Linked DNA regions of Mus musculus: all the other regions are linked to region 2. A link is a contact called in public Hi-C, HiChIP or PLAC-seq and Micro-C data. All regions are on one chromosome and are shown on one strand. The core of a region is the stretch at or near the end of the contact, and the rest is flanking DNA. Distances in the headings are between cores, read along the strand shown.

What was found. A called contact is a pair of places that touch in the nucleus more often than the background predicts. HiChIP or PLAC-seq counts read pairs in DNA pulled down with a chosen protein or histone mark.
Region 1: an H3K4me3 HiChIP or PLAC-seq map of microglia shows a contact between it and region 2, with 7 times the contacts expected there. The contact joins the enhancer-like site here to the promoter of Mafb in region 2. A contact is called at or near these places in 7 of 39 promoter capture datasets (cancer-associated fibroblasts, embryonic stem cells, epiblast stem cells and 3 more), 10 of 484 Hi-C or Micro-C datasets (the BV-2 cell line, bone marrow-derived macrophages, cerebral cortex and 7 more), 13 of 115 datasets of contacts at active chromatin or transcription factors (bone marrow-derived dendritic cells, bone marrow-derived macrophages, craniofacial prominence and 9 more) and 5 of 9 other capture datasets (adipose tissue, bone marrow-derived macrophages, embryonic stem cells and 2 more).
Region 3: a Micro-C map of embryonic stem cells shows a contact between it and region 2, with 2.8 times the contacts expected there. The contact joins the promoter of Plcg1 here to the promoter of Mafb in region 2. A contact is called at or near these places in 3 of 39 promoter capture datasets (embryonic stem cells, hippocampal neurons and liver) and 3 of 484 Hi-C or Micro-C datasets (embryonic stem cells and muscle stem cells).
Region 4: a Hi-C map of 3T3-L1-derived adipocytes shows a contact between it and region 2, with 2.8 times the contacts expected there. The contact joins the enhancer-like site here to the promoter of Mafb in region 2. A contact is called at or near these places in 3 of 39 promoter capture datasets (HPC-7-derived erythroid cells, embryonic stem cells and liver), 1 of 15 datasets of contacts at CTCF or cohesin (the NIH/3T3 cell line), 5 of 484 Hi-C or Micro-C datasets (3T3-L1-derived adipocytes, bone marrow-derived macrophages and nephron progenitors), 7 of 115 datasets of contacts at active chromatin or transcription factors (astrocytes, bone marrow-derived macrophages, craniofacial prominence and 3 more) and 3 of 9 other capture datasets (adipose tissue, liver and pancreatic islet).
Region 5: a Micro-C map of embryonic stem cells shows a contact between it and region 2, with 2.4 times the contacts expected there. The contact joins the promoter of Top1 here to the promoter of Mafb in region 2. A contact is called at or near these places in 3 of 39 promoter capture datasets (embryonic stem cells, hematopoietic stem and progenitor cells and liver), 3 of 484 Hi-C or Micro-C datasets (embryonic stem cells and rod photoreceptor) and 1 of 9 other capture datasets (adipose tissue).

Annotation. Positions count from the first base shown.
Region 1 is chr2:160,042,964-160,046,088 of GRCm38.p6, forward strand. No RefSeq gene overlaps it. Among named protein-coding and RNA genes, the nearest start is that of 9130015L21Rik, 28 kb to the left of the region's middle. Within about 2 kb of position 1,493, at least 13 of the 459 cell types and tissues checked have an H3K27ac peak or open chromatin away from gene starts, as enhancers often do. A contact at or near this core is called in adipose tissue, microglia and myocytes, where this site is marked.
Region 2 is chr2:160,365,300-160,368,396 of GRCm38.p6, forward strand. Mafb (v-maf musculoaponeurotic fibrosarcoma oncogene family, protein B (avian)) reads right to left here and starts at 1,766. Exons shown (of 1, transcript NM_010658.3): 1 at 1-1,766. The coding sequence starts at 1,377. The coding sequence ends at 406.
Region 3 is chr2:160,729,728-160,732,667 of GRCm38.p6, forward strand. Plcg1 (phospholipase C, gamma 1) reads left to right here and starts at 1,583. Exons shown (of 34, transcript NM_021280.3): 1 at 1,583-1,617; 2 at 1,991-2,306. The coding sequence starts at 2,090. It overlaps Gm52567 (a long non-coding RNA gene), which reads right to left and starts at 1,020. Exons shown (of 2, transcript XR_003954082.1): 1 at 1-1,020.
Region 4 is chr2:160,085,047-160,087,833 of GRCm38.p6, forward strand. No RefSeq gene overlaps it. Among named protein-coding and RNA genes, the nearest start is that of 9130015L21Rik, 70 kb to the left of the region's middle. Within about 2 kb of position 1,510, at least 9 of the 459 cell types and tissues checked have an H3K27ac peak or open chromatin away from gene starts, as enhancers often do. A contact at or near this core is called in 3T3-L1-derived adipocytes, where this site is marked.
Region 5 is chr2:160,644,578-160,647,502 of GRCm38.p6, forward strand. It overlaps Top1 (topoisomerase (DNA) I), which reads left to right and starts at 1,320. Exons shown (of 21, transcript NM_009408.2): 1 at 1,320-1,685; 2 at 2,031-2,055. The coding sequence starts at 1,653.

The DNA of each region.
Region 1 (3,125 bases), core at 243-2,742, 320 kb before region 2:
TTTTAAATTTTCAACATTTTCTCCTGTCACCTCAAATCAAAGCCTAGAGGACCTCATGAGCCATTTCTAGAACTTAAAAGAAACAAAGAGAGAGAGAGAGAGAGAGAGAGAGAGAGAGAGAGAGAGAGAGAGAGGAGGAAGGAAAGAAGGAAGGAAGGAAGGAAGGAAGGAAGGAAGGAAGGAAGGAAGGAAGGAAGGAAGGAAGGAATGAAGGAAGGAAGGAGGGAGGGAGGGAGGGAGGGAGGGACGGAGGGAGGGAGGGAGGGAGGGAGGGAGGGAGGGAGGGAGGGAGGGAGAAAAGAAAGGAAAGGAAAGGAAAGGAAAGGAAAGGAAAGGAAAGGAAAGGAAAGGAAAGGAAAGGAAAGGAAAGGAAAGGAAAGGAAAGGAAAGGAAAGGAAAAAGTTACTGTCTTGGTTACTTAGTTACTGCTCTATTGCTCTGAAGAGATAACCATTACCAAGGCACTTATAAAAGGAGCTTGCTTACAGTTTCAGAAGGCTAACAGCAAGCAGGCAGGCATAGCAATGGAGCAGTAGCTGAGAACTTATATCCTGGCAAGCACCCTTGAAAGCTCAAAGCCTCTCCCTACTGACACACCTCCTCCTACAAGGCCACTCTCCCAATACTCCCTAAGCAGTTCCAACAACTGGACACAAAACACTCAAATCCATAAGCCTATCGGGGCCACTCTCCTTCAAACCCCAACATTCACCCAATCATTTTCAGTTTAGGGGTGTGGCACCCTTGTTGGAAAGGTGCAAAGGTGACTGGAAAGTCAAGACAGTAACTTCAATCCCCCGAGCCTGACATAAATGAGAGCTGACATGAAGTCCACAAAAAGAAGTCAGGCCAAGGCCTCCTACTGTTTACACGTTTTCCCACCCTGCTTTCTACTCTTGCCTTCTTCCCATGGTATCTTGGCCTGAAATCTTCTGTGGTAGTGGTCACACTTGAAAGTCTAGATATTCTCATGTTTTTATCTTAACCAAAAATAACTTTATTGGTTAAGTAAACAATTGTCTGTTTGCACATTAGTTTATATATCAGAGACCTAAACTAGCCTGCTAACAAGTTCCTACACAGATGACACACTTAGACTAAGTTAGCAAAGTAGGGAACACTCCCTGTGCAGGCTATTGTAATTTTAATCTATCTTTAAAAAGAACCACTGATTTCCGTTCTAAGCATCCCGTTCCAGCTTTTCCAACCTTCCATCTTGGACTCTAAGCTGTCCTTGCCCTGAGAAGGTAGGTCACCCTGGATACAGTTCTTTCTCCGCTAGATACAGCAACCCCTGCTCCAAGAGTCTGGGCATCAGTGGCCACACCAGCAATGTTGGAGCCTCTGGATGGTTGGGCTCTGCCTCAGGCCTGCTTTGCACTTGGGCTCTGTTTTTAGAACTGAAGCCCCAGCCTGACCTCCAATCCACTTGGCTGGGCCTCAAACACCTGTTCAGCCTACACATTGGTGCCATTCTCTAAGTGAGGCGACCTGCCTAGAACCTGACCCTGTGTGACTGATTACCCCCTTGTAGGACACTCCACTGTCATCTGTGGAACCCAGATCAGATCCTTGTAGATTTATTTTCCAGACTGGCAAGAGGTGTGGTCACTTGTCCCTGTTTTTTTAGCACCTAAATACAAGCCCTGTCCTGTCTTGACTTCCCCCATTTCTTTTACACGGAGTCTCCGAATTCATAACCTGGGCTTTTTAAGGCATTGGGGAGGGGAGAGATCTGAGAAATCTAAACTCTGCAGTCTGTAAATGAGGAACTATGGCTCAGGGAGGGGAAGCACATTCCCCCTCGTCACACCCAGAGCATGTAACAGATGTGAGGTACAAGCCTAGTGACTGAGCAGCAAGTGGCCAGGAATCTGGTCAGAATGCCAGGGTTGGGGCCTCTCTCTGGCTGTCCTTTCACCGTCTACAGAGACATTTCTTTCTGGGACCACACATTTAGCAGGTGATTTCTTTTTATAAAAGTAGCCAAGTTCTTCTATTTTAAAAAAGATCCACCTCCTCTTTCAGCATCCAGGAATGGTCAGGGTGTTATGGTCTGTTGGTAGCTTGTGATGGATGGATGAGAAGAGCCATGGCATGAGGAAAGAGTTGGTGCTTCTCTCTCCCTCCATTTTCTGTGACTTGGGAAAAGAAGGTTTAGAACCAAAGGTTCCAAACAGTTATCAATTCAGCACACCTTCCTGGCTCTTTGACAAAACCTACTTATTGATTCAGTGAGCTATTTGGATTATCAGTAAGAGTCCTTACAGCCATATCCTGAATGGTGTACAGACAGATGGACAAACATGTGTAGTACCTGACCATGGAAATGTGTACTTAGTGTAATTTGGCATGTATTCTATATGGTTGGGGAGGGGGACGTCTTTCCTTATTCTCTTCTGTGCTGCTGGAGCCTCTACCTGGACGTTTCCATACATGACCAAATTCTGAAGTAAGAAATTAGCCCAGGGTTGAAGTCGTCTTGAATTCCATCTCCTTTATCCTCCATCTACTGGCATGTAGTTTCTGATTGAGCAGATGAAGTCTACAGACTACCCCTTCCATTTGGCAAACAAACAACTCTGTCCTGATTTACACACACACACACACACAAACACACACACACACACACACACACACACACACACACACACACACATCACCATAAGCTAGACCAGAAATATGCAAGTGCTTCGCACATCACAAAAGCATTTAAATCTCCTTTTGAATGCACACTGCAGATCCTTTAGACTCAATGGAGCCTGGGCAGTTTCAATATAGATGGACAACTGCATGCCTCAATCTCAGATGTTCAATCTCCCTCACATGAGAGCAAAGGTACTGCCAGATCCAGAGAGATCTTAAGATTCATAAAATAGTGAACCTTTATTTAAAAAGACTTTTCATAAACAACAAAACACAAACATGATAGACACATGAAAACTATTTTAAAATACCAGCCATGCTTTCGGATATGAATTCTGACTCAGTTACGACCCTGCTTTGCTGCGCTGGCCGATTGGGGAGGTGTGTTATGACTTCTTTCACTATGATCAGAATGAGACAAGGCATTTCCCTGCATGCTACCAAGACTAGTGTCTAAGGTTCAGAAGAGCCTTTGAAAA
Region 2 (3,097 bases), core at 516-3,015:
CTCTTCCTGGGACGAACTGAGTCCTGGGCTGCAAAGCGGCGGCCCTGGCACTCACAAAGTTCTCAGAGCCAGAAGTGTCCAGACGGCCTTGGCGACTCCTTGGAATAAGCCTCGCGGCCTTCCAGCTTGGAGAAAAGTTACTCCCGGACCTCGCACCCGCCCGGGTTTCTCTAACTCTGCCCAAGTCTAAGAGGCTGCGCCGCCCTGAGCTGCCCTCTTCTTAGCCAAGGTTCTCTGCCCGCCCGTGCTCCCGCCTGACTCCCGCGACCCGCGCGTCCTTCCTCCCTCTAGCTCAAGTCAAACAGGTCAAGGCCGGGGCCATGGCAGGGACAGGGAGTCCAGGGCTAGGGGCGCAGAATAGGGAGTCTGGGCCAGGGCAAGGGCGGGGGCCGGACCCGCCAGGACTCACAGAAAGAACTCAGGAGAGGAGGGGCTGTCGCTGGTGGAGCCCGCCTCCCTGAAGCCGGAGTTGGCGAGTTTCTCGCACTTGACCTTGTAGGCGTCTCTCTCGCGGGCCAGCCGGGACACCTCCTGCTTAAGCTGCTCCACCTGCTGAATGAGCTGCGTCTTCTCGTTCTCCAGGTGATGTTTCTGCTGGACGCGTTTATACCTGCACGACTGGGCGTAGCCCCGGTTCTTCAGGGTCCGCCGCTTCTGCTTCAGGCGGATCACCTCGTCCTTGGTGAAGCCCCGCAGGTGGCGGTTCAGCTCACGCACCGACATGGACACCAGCTGGTCATCAGAGAAGCGGTCCTCCACACTACCGTTGCCGCCCGCAGCCGTCGCCGCGGCTGTTGCGTGCGGTCCCGGCCCCGGGTGGCTAGTGGGTAGCTGTTGCGCGGGACTGGCAGCGCTGGACGGCGGGGGCGACGCTTGGTGATGATGGTGATGGTGCGGGTGAGCGTGCTGGCCCAGGTCATCGTGAGTCACACCTGCTCCTGGGTACCCGTGGTGCGGATGAGGGTGGTGGTGGTGGTGATGGTGGTGCGCACTACGGAAGCCGTCGAAGCTCTGCAGCGGCTGGGGCACTGGGTGCGAACCGATGAGCGCCTCCACCGCGTCCTCGGGCGTCAGGTTGAGTGCCTCGGGGTTCATCTGCTGGTAGTTGCTCGCCATCCAGTACAGGTCCTCGAGATGGGTCTTCGGTTCAGTCGGACTGAAGCTGGGAGAAGAAGGCACGGAGCTGCACGGAGTGCTGAGCGGGGTGGACGACACCGAGCCAGCAGGCTGCAGGCGTGTGCATGGCCGGCCCGGACGCTCCGCGCGCCCCAGGGGCTCCTTCTTCACGTCGAACTTGAGAAGGTCGAAGTCGTTGACGTACTCCATGGCCAGCGGGCTGGTGGGCAGCTCTTGCCCCATGCTCAGCTCCGCGGCCATCGCTAAAAGCGAGGCTCAGCCGCCGCTGCCGCGGGGAAAACTTTGCGGCCGGCCGGGACGCGCCGAGCCAAACGCGGGGGCGAAGAGCGGCAAGCCGGGGAGGCGGGGAGCCGAGGGCGCAGCGGGCCGGGGCCGCCGGCCAAGCCTTTGTCTGGGGACGCGGCGGCGCGCCGGAGAGTCCTCCCGAGGCTGCCTGAGCTGCCCCGGAGCTTGGGGCTGCGAGCGCGCCGGGAACGAGTCAGGTCGAGCCGGGGCAGGGTAGAGAAGCCGGCGAGGTGCGCGCAGGGGCAGAGGGGAGGCGCGGGGCAAGCGCCCGCCGCTCGCTCTCCGACTCTTTGGCTCTAGGGCTTTCTTGCTTGCAGCCGCTCGCAGCCCGGCGGTGCAGCTGTGCAGGAGCTGGCGCCGCCGCCGCCTTTTATCGCTTCCTGATGTCACTGGAGCGCGGGGGCCCAAGCGGCCCGGCGTGTTGGCCAATGGCTGCACGGCCCCCGCGGCCCAGCGACGCTGGGCGGGGCGTGCCTGACAGCTCCCCCGCCCCCCCGCGTCAGCTGACTGGAGACCGGAGGAGCCCCGAAGCCGTTGAGGCCTGGAGGAGGGCTGGAGCCGAGTGGGACGGACCGCCTGGTCCCAACCCCCAACACCCTCTGAGTCGAGGTTCCCGCACGCTTGCCTTCAGTGCGCGCCCCACTTCTGGACCAAGCCGCCGTTCCCACCCCGCTGTCTGCACTCACGCCTCCCTACATACTCTTTACACTCCCACCCTCGGCCCGTGTCACCCCCAAGTAGGCTCAGAATAAGCGCCCGGGATGTCGCTTCCCTGGCCCTTTGTTCCCAAGCGGCCCCCGCCCAGTGGGCGACGCTCCGTGTGTCCTCGGCGCCGCGGGCCGAGTGAATGTGTGTGGTGCGTGCCTGTGTTTCGGTAGCTCTGTCTGCGCTAATGTATGCGGTGGGGGAGGGCGGGGTTGGGGCTCCAAGAGTTCTGTTCAGATCTAACTCTTAACCTCTAGGAAGGTTCCTCGGGCCAAGAGACGCTGTTCCTCTCTTAGCCGGTTCAGTGATTGAGCTCAGAAGACAGAGCTCCAGTGGTCTCGCAGCTCCGTGCATTCGCCACCCCCCCACACACACCCCCAAACGCTCCCAAAGAAGATAAACAAACAAACAGAGTTGGCCCAAAGGCTCTGAATACCTTTCACTTGCCAGTCGTGTGGAAACCTTACAACTCCGAGGCTCAGAGCCGAGACCAACACCGGTCTGTGCACTCAGTGGCTCTGGGATGCTGGGGAACCCGGCCCTGTTTTTGTCTGAACGTTTTGTAAGGATTAAGCTGATCCAAGCTTCTGACGGCTGCAAGGAGATTCAAACAGGCATAAAGTGCGACCCCAAGTGGCCACGGTGCGCAACGGCGCCCTGAACCGGTTTGTTCTTTGCGGGAGGGAAGGCTTGGATGGCGTCTCGGACCCGTGCAGGTCCAGCTAACTGATCCGGCCAAGCCAGGCCTGAACGCAGGCTGTGTGCGGCCTGAAAGCCAGGGCAGACTCCTCTGGAACTATGCACAGGCCCTCCGACCCCATCTTTGGACTCAACCACTAACCCTCTCTGCTCACCTTTTCTGAAATTCCATATGCAAGCCTTCCAGGTGTGCTTGTGGGCTACTCCTCTCAGGAAAGGTCCTGAGCTGGGAAGATCAGTATTCTAAACTGAAAACGCCAGGTGACGAAGG
Region 3 (2,940 bases), core at 333-2,832, 360 kb after region 2:
CTTCCCTTCAAAATACATATGTCCATCTCTTTACACCATTTGGCCTCTCTTGAAGTCCTACAGACATAAGACACAGCTCCTCTTACTTAATGATTGGCCAGCTAGCCAATGGCCACCAGGATTACCTCTCACCCAGTGGGCTCTCTTGTGGAACACAGACACTCAGCTTCCCACTTATTACATAGCCTGACTTCAAGTCACGGGGCTCTGAAACCTTGATTAGAAGATAATTAGGATCATGAGTTGTGCAAGCCAACCTCAAGTCCAGTTTCCGCCTACATCAGAGGCCTGTCACTAGGTGGCAGTCAGTCTATCTCAACTCCCCAGTCCCTCAGGACAAAGTTCCTCAGTGGTATACAGAATTCGGACGTTCTTGAGACCACCCTCAAGGGAAATAGCGCATCTGTCACTATTTGCCTGGCAAAGCGAAGGTGGCCCAGGTGGGTGGGTTGTCCAAACCCATACATCACAAATTCTAGTCTCAGGAATCCCAGGGGAGCTTTCCTGCAAGGGGATGTTGTGTGGGACTTCTCACCTCTGAAATGCAGATGCTGTCCAGAGCTGCAGGGTAGCTGTCCAACTAACTGTCTGCTCATCATTGGCCAGACGGCAGGATCAAGGGATGCCCTCGGGTTTACCCGTGCTGTTCAGAGAACGGCTTTTGGAAGATTGATTTTAAGTTATTTAACAGTCACAGACAGGTGTCATGTCTGGAGAATAGAGGCAAAGTCCGCGGTGAGGGATGAAGCAGGAGAGATAGGGGAAGGCAAGACAGGACTGCTGGGCCACGAAGCTGTGCTGATTTGAAGCACAGTGGGAATTCACGTACGCAATTTCAAAGGCTTTAGTGGTAAATTCTGAAGCTCAGATGCAGGCAAGACCCAAGAGGATAGTGTACACAGAGAGAAGAGGGGTCCTCAGGATCGTGCGTAGAGTGGAGAGAGCCCCAAAGGCAGGAGGGAAGAGCCTCAGTGGATTACTTAGGGATGAGGGAGAGAAGAAAAAAGGTTCTTGCAAGGTGTGGGGTCTTCCAAATTCAGGAGTTCACTGCCATATAGAGAAGGTGTAGCGGGTGAAAGGGGCCATGTGATGAGGATGGCAAGCAAGGCTGTGGCGCAGATGACGAGATGCCTGGGTCGGGAGGTCAGGGGAGACCCAGGATTGGGGTCACCTGTGTCTGCGCAGAGGGGAAGCCACCCTGCAACTGGCCCAGCACTGAGTCCAGAGGAAAATGAGGCAGAGGACAAACCAGAGCTTCGGAGACTAAGTGCAGGTAGGGCGCGGGCGGAGCGTGAGGAGGGCAGCGGACCACGCGAGAGGCCTCGAAGGCCACCGGACCCGCGTCCGAGAGTCTGAGGGCCCTGCCCACACCTGCGTGGCCCCCTCCCCAGAGGCCACACTCCAAGGCCACCCTAGAACCCGTCTGTCTGCTCAAGCCCTTGCAAAAGACGTCTGCGCAGAGGGGGCGTGGCAGGCGTGCTGTCACTCACGGCCTGTTAGCCAATCCACGAGTGCGCCCCTCCCCGGAGAGGGTGCGCGGAGGGCCCGCCCCCGCCGCCACCGCGGGTGTGAGGAGGCCAGGCTGGCGCGGCTCCCTCCGCCCGGCAGCCTTGCCAGGTAACCGGGTTCGGCGGGAGGGCTGGGGGTCGCGCAGCCCCCTCGCTCCCTGGGAGGCGTGCACACTGCCGCGGCGGGTCCCGTGTGGGCCGGAGGCCCGTGCGCGCGTCGGACCGACGGGCCGCAGCCTGTGGGCGGGGTTGCGTGCGTGACGGGCGGCCGTGCCCCGCGTTGTGTCAGGCCTGCGCGGGGAAAGCTCGGCCGAACCGAGGTGTCCAGGTCCGCCCGCTGCGGCCTGCCCCGGGTTGCGGGGCGCAGGCGCGGCGGTGGGCGGGGGTCGTCCCCAGGAGCGTCTTTGTTCCCGGCGCGCTGAGGGCGGAGCCTCACCCCGCCCCGCCCCCGCGCTCAGTCCCCGCCCCGCGTCCGCCCGCAGGAGCTGCCACCGGGTCCCGCTCGCCTCCCCGGCCGCCGCCACCGCCTCCGCCTCCGCCGCTCCGGGCCCGCCGGCTTGCGTCGCCGAGGTCGCTGCAGCATGGCGGGCGTCGCGACCCCCTGCGCCAACGGCTGCGGGCCTGGCGCACCCTCCGAAGCCGAGGTGCTGCACCTCTGCCGCAGCCTCGAGGTGGGCACCGTCATGACTTTGTTCTACTCCAAGAAGTCGCAGCGGCCAGAACGGAAGACCTTCCAGGTCAAGTTGGAGACGCGCCAGATCACATGGAGCCGCGGCGCGGACAAAATCGAGGGGTCCAGTAAGTGCGCCCCACTCCGGCCTGCCTCGCGCCTGCCCGCCTCCCAAACACTTGGGCAAACTTTCGGGCCTCGCGCCTGGCGCCCCGTCTCCGCCCAGTCCCTGGTGGTCACTCTGGGGCGGGTGGAGGGGGGCATCCGGGTCTTGGATCACCTGATAGGACACCCCCTCCCCCAGTAGGGGGGGAGTGTTCCAGGCACTTTGCCCTGAGGCCTAAGAGTCCTCACTGGTTGGACAAGTGGAGTGGGATTCCGGCCCTTAGCATCGGGCGGCTGTCAGTGGCTGTGAGGGGAAGCCAAGACAGGGACCCCCTCATCCAACCTGAGAACCTGGGGAACCGACAAGATCTTCCTGCCCACTGCCATTTCTCCAGAGTGTGCTGTCTGTGAAAACTCCTAAGAGCTCCGGGATGGGCTTATTGGCGCAAGAACCTTTGGAATCCTCATGTAGAACTTAGGCAGATGTTGGGGTAGGGCTGGTTGTGGAGCAGAGCGGGCCTACTCATCTCCCTCTTCTTTGGGAGGATGGGGTATGAAAGCTAAAACCGTGACTGCTTCCCCCTCCCCATGTCCCGTGGATGGTTTTTTTTTTTTTTTTTTTTTTTGCCCCAGATCTGAATTTTGGAGGTCCATGGT
Region 4 (2,787 bases), core at 260-2,759, 280 kb before region 2:
CCAAGTCACGTTCCTTGGTAAAATGATTCAGAATAATTCTTCTCTTTTTTTTTTTTTTTTTTTTTTTACAAGTTAATGGCCAATTAGGAGAAAAGATCCAGGGTCATAGTGAGGAAGTCACTATGCCATTTGAACATCTTAAGAAAACCACGTTTAGTTTCTAAAAAGCTTTGACTTTCTTCACATTACGGGTGTGGCTGGGGGTGGGGGTGGGGAAGGGGTATGTTTGGAAACTGCCCTATGTGCGAATTTCGATATCAAAGATCTCACTCCACGAAAGCCATGCAATGCCCTCCGCATAAAAGAGAACACCATACAATGGACCCTCTGGGCTTCTGCCTTTTGCCATCATCCGCCCGTGTAACTCGACATTAGAATCTCTTTGCCTCCACTGCTCTGTCCCTGGCTGTAGGGCAGAAATCTGAATCATTTCCACTTCCTCACATCAGCATCCAGAAAGACTAGCTCCCAACTGGCCTGACGCTTGATGTCTTCTCTGGGAAGGGAAGATAACGGGAAATGCCACAGCTGTCGAGATTTGCCCAATTGTCTAGGTGCGGCTTGTAGAAAATATGAGAGAAAGAAAATATAAAATTTCTTTCAAGATTTTGGATCTTCTTAGTGTCTCTGGGACTTGAGATCCCTTGGAATTTCACTTCCTGTCTCTCTGGTTCTGTCAGAGAAGCAATATACAAAGACAAAAGGCTCTCGGGGAAACAGGTTTTGACTCATGTATCCATCCTGCCACTTCCCAGGAACATCTAGAGCGCTCCTGATCATAATCAGAAGAACACATTCAAAACATCAGTTCTTCACTGCTTCCAGTCTGGTAGGAGAGGAGGAATGTAGGAAAGGGTCTTAAAACATACTATGAAATTAACCTTTCGACAGCACGTGTAATAAATAGACAGAGATAGAAATTTCTTAAGGGTATTTGGAAGACTGGGTAGGTGTAGATGTTTGAGACGTTCTATAGAAACAACTATTATCTAATTCTAAACAGAAGAAAGTAGCAAAAGCTTATTTCCTACTTAAGCAATGATTAGTTCTGATGTTTCTAGCCAGAAAGCCCTGCTGGTGGCTTCTCATTACACAATGACTGTAGCCTGGGCCAAATCAGAATTTCCCTAGAAACTCAGAATTCCTCTGGGTCTTCAGTGCATCTCCTTCACAATGACTAACCGCACAGAAGAGAAATCTCCCGAGAGATTTTAGAAGTTAGCCAAGAATGGCTTTGCATCACCACTGTCCTCAGTGCACCACCCAAAGGCTGTCTCACACGGCTTCACTAACTACCAAGGAGGTTGTTTCTCTGTATTCTTGGGGGCTTTATACACCCCTGGTGTTTATGGCTATAGCAGGGTCAATCAAGGAGCCAGAGAAAGGCATTTCACAAGAAAGGCATGGGAGCTCGCTTTGTAAACGCAGAGCCCTTCAAGAAGATCCTATCTAGAAATAAGGGATGGAAATAAAAGCAGAGCTAAGATTTTCTGAGAAATAGTTAAGTTCACCAGAAGCACAGGCTGGGAAGTTCCACTCAGGCCAGCTCTTGCCTAAAGAGTAAACACGCATGGCCTCTAGTCACCCCAAAGCATCATGAGATCTATTATAAACACAAGCTGCTCTTTCCCTTTTGTTTATATACCCTATGTTTGTCCATAAACCCGGGGTGGGGGGCAATGACTTAAAGATTTTTAGGGGATCACAGGACTTAATCCTAAATGCAGGTCTAACCATGTATATGGATGTCATATTGTCTGCTGTCTGGGATTCAAAATATAAAGTACCCAGGTCATGTGTCAGAAGTACAAGTGGGTGGCACATTGATCTTCAATGTTGTGTATTTTGTGACCAGAAAGTCATTGTCTGAGACAGAAGTCAGGGGCTCTTCAGAACTCACACTTCAGGGGAAAATGCAAATCATAGCCAATGTGTCCTCTCACTCATTCTGTAGGGTTTGAGGTCAGATAGGCTCAATGCCTCTAACTCATAGTTTTCAAAAAGCATACACATTTTAATTTAAATCATTACTGACTAATATCTCTTAACAATACAAGTTTATAATAAATAGTAAACTTTTATATAATATAGAAGATTACCAAAAATGTAGACAAAATTTCAGTAGTCCAAAAAAAATTAGCATTGAACAGATTTTTCCAGCTTTCTCTTCATGCAAATACAATAAAAGAAAGAGAGGAGAGAGAGAAGGAATAGAAGTAAAGAAGTGAGATCTCTGCCAAGTAATACACTGGGTGAGTTTGCTATCCTAGCTCGTCCTCTTCTCTTTCTTTACCTATTGGCTACAGCGAAACACGAAAGTTTCTTTAACCCTCTCATTCCTTCCAGGATATGCTGCCCCAGAGCCACCCCCAGACCCAGAGCAACAAGACCAATGGATCATGGACTGAAATGTCTGTAAAGAGGTGAGAAGGAGGGGACTACATTACCTGGTAACTATAATTAACATCTTGGCATAGCATCTTTATGAACTTTGATACTTTTACTAAGAACGATAATACGCATTGAGAATTTAAAAAGCTTCAAGGAAATCCCTACATGTTAATGAGATTTGCTTTCACCTAAAATTCCCACTGGGGTCCTTGGGCCCTTGGCCACTTCTCAGTTTGTTGAAATCTCTTCCTTGATCAAACATGTACTGGGGGCCTACCACACGCCAAAACACTTAGCGCTGAGGGGTTAAGAATGAGAAAGGCTGACATGGACCCCATCTCCATGGTGATAACTCACATAGGTGGTCTCTGGAGGTAGAGTTCTCTGTCCCAGGAT
Region 5 (2,925 bases), core at 70-2,569, 280 kb after region 2:
GTCACTAGCTCCCATATGGGTAACTTAACAACTGTGATAACTGTTATAAAGGAGAGAGGCACATGGGTACAGCATGCGGAAAGGGGCGTGCAGCACTTCAAGCTTGGTTTTTCGGGACAGTTTCTCTAAGTAGCCCTGGTTGTCCTGGAACTCACTCTGTAGATCAGGCTGGCCTCGAACTCAGAAATCCGCCTGCCTCTGCCTCTCAACTGTTGGGATTAAAGGCGTATGCCACCACTGCCCAGCTGGCTTGAGTTTTGAAATATTCACAAGAATTAACCCTAAGTGTTTATCACTCAATGTTTATGAACATTTTCCGAATTTATTTATATGGGGGATTGAGCCAGACTGGAGATGAATTCAGCCTGGGATGTTCTTGCAAATCCAATTGCTAATGTCATTAATCCCTCAAGACAGTTTGATAGTGGTCGATGGTCCACACCCAGGACTGTGAGGAGTCAGGGCAGACCTTATAGTATGGTGTTCCCTAAATAAAGTTCTCTCAGGGTACAGTCCTGGTTAGAACCAGGATCCATTTACCTGGGGGTCCAATTCCCTTTGATTTGGAATATTAGCCCTCTCACATCAAACTAATTCCTGTCTCACAGTAGGCGCTTAATAAATGTTTATAAAAAGAACAAATGCAGTAGGGTACTTGTGACACAGGGCTACATGACTGTAAACTGGAGCTAAACCTGACTGAAAAATTAAAATAATTTTTAAAAATGGGTGTGAAGTGCTGGGCGGTGGTGGCGCACGCCTTCAATCCCAGCACGTGGGAGGCAGAGGCAGGAGGATTTCTGAGTTCGAGGCCAGCCTGGTCTACTGAGTGAGTTCCAGGACAGTCAGGGCTACACAGAGAAACCCTGTCTCGAACACCCCCCCCTACAAAAAAAAAGAATAAATAATAAATAAATGGATGTGAAGTATTCCAGAAGTCTGGACAAAGGCTGTGAGGAGACTCCAGCTAAATGCCTTACGGCTGCTGGTGAACTAAGATCGGGGCAGCCAAGGTACGTGCGGATCAAACTTGTCTGGCTCTAGAGATGCAGAAGCTGGAGACACGGTCCCTGGCCAGCTTAGCTGGGTCCCGCCGCGGCCTTTAAAGGCCTACCACGTGGCCGCCCGGGTGTCCAAGGTCCAGAGGCGGTGTCCACGCTGCGCCTGCGTGCTGCTAGAGCCGGTGTCCCGCCTCTGAGAACGCCAGTCCCGTAGCAAGGCAGAAAGCAGAGAGTGGGCGGAGTTAAGTCCGTATGCTAATAAAGGGGCGGAACTTGCGAGGCAAAACCGGCTCTGTCTCCCGGACCTCTAAGAGACCCGCCGCAACCCTCAGCCTCTTTCCACGAGCGCTGACGTCGACGACGACGTCCCATTTAAAAGCGGCCGCGCAGGCGCAGTGAGGGGAAATGCGAACTTAGGCTGTTACACAACTGCTGGGGTCTGTTCTCGCTGTCCGCCCGCCCGGCAGTCTGTCAGTCGCGTCGCTACCGCCGCTGCCTCCTCCACTGTCCCGGGAGTCTCGGGCCGGTGGCTGCTGTCGCCGTCTGTTCGTGCTTCTCAGGAGCTTCGTCCGCCCGTTCAGGCCGTCCCTGCCGTCCGCCTCTCTTCCCCCGCGCTGCCTCTGAGCCCGCAGCGTTCGCACGCCGGCCGACATGAGCGGGGACCATCTCCACAACGATTCCCAGGTGCGACCAGCCGGCCCCCGACTCGTCCCCAGCTGCTCGGGCCCGGGCCGGCTCCGGCCCCGGCCAGGGCCCCGGTCCCAGCCCCAGCCGGCCGCGCCGGGTTGACAGGCCCGAGTCTGCGATGAGGGGCGGCCGGTTGGAGTCGCTTGGATGGCCGGGTCCCGGGCGGAGCCGTCAAGTTGGAGTTTGGTGGGGGGATGGCAGCCCCGGGTAGGCCATTCGCGGGCCTCTGGGTTCCGGGGCGCCGGGTGGGCCCGAGCCCCGGCCCCCGGCCGCGCGCTCTCGTCCGCCGCCCCGGGGCTTCATGTGCCGGTTGTTTCATCTTCCCTCCTTTTCTTTCCTCAGATCGAAGCGGATTTCCGATTGAATGGTGAGTGTGCCCCCCGCCCCGCCCCAAGTGTCCCCACACGCCGCTGCCTGCCTCCCCCGCGCCGGGCCGGAGCCGGGCAGAGGACAGACATGGCGTCCCAGAGACTAAGTCCCGGCTCCTCGCTCACCGGCCCCATTGTTCCCATCGGGCCGCCTCTGGACCCCCTTTCCCGGGGTCTCAGCACCCCCAGATCACGGCCTTCTCCAGAGGGGGCACCGGAGACCCCGCGTCGACCGTCGCTGGGTCTCGGGCGGCCTTTCTCCGCCGGGATTCTTCCCGGGAAAGTCGCCTTGTCGACGGTCGGGACTTAGTCTCTGCGCCATTTTCTTTTTCTCTCTCCTCTCCTTTCTGTGCCTGTGTCTTTCTCTCCCTCCCTCAGCTCCTTCCTTGAGCTGTCCAGAAAGAGCTTTCTGCAGAGCAGAGCCATATAAATCACAGACCTCACCAAAGAAGGAAGGCTTAGGGACGGAATTATCTTTTATTTTTTCTTAATAGAACTTTATTTTGGAAGTTACTTGCTTTCTGCTTCATGTTTGCTTGCTTTCTTCTTCTTTTTTAATTTTTGTGATTCCAGAACGAAAGATTCCCTTAGGCAGCTAAGGGTTTTATGGGTTTTTTTTGTTTCTTTTGTTTTTTGTTTTTAGTCCTTTTATTTTTTAAATGGTGAGATGTTTATAATAGCAGTTACAGTTCTTGAAACTAAAGCCATCTTTTGTGGAGTTCTTTGTATTTTGGGATTGTTTTCCCAAGTTGTGCTGTTTGCAAAGATAACTCCCTTTAAAAAAGTTTTCAGGTTGTCTGTGTGTCATCTAGTGTGAGTGTTGGACTTGAGCATATATTCTTTAAAAAAAATTAAAAGTATTAGTGACC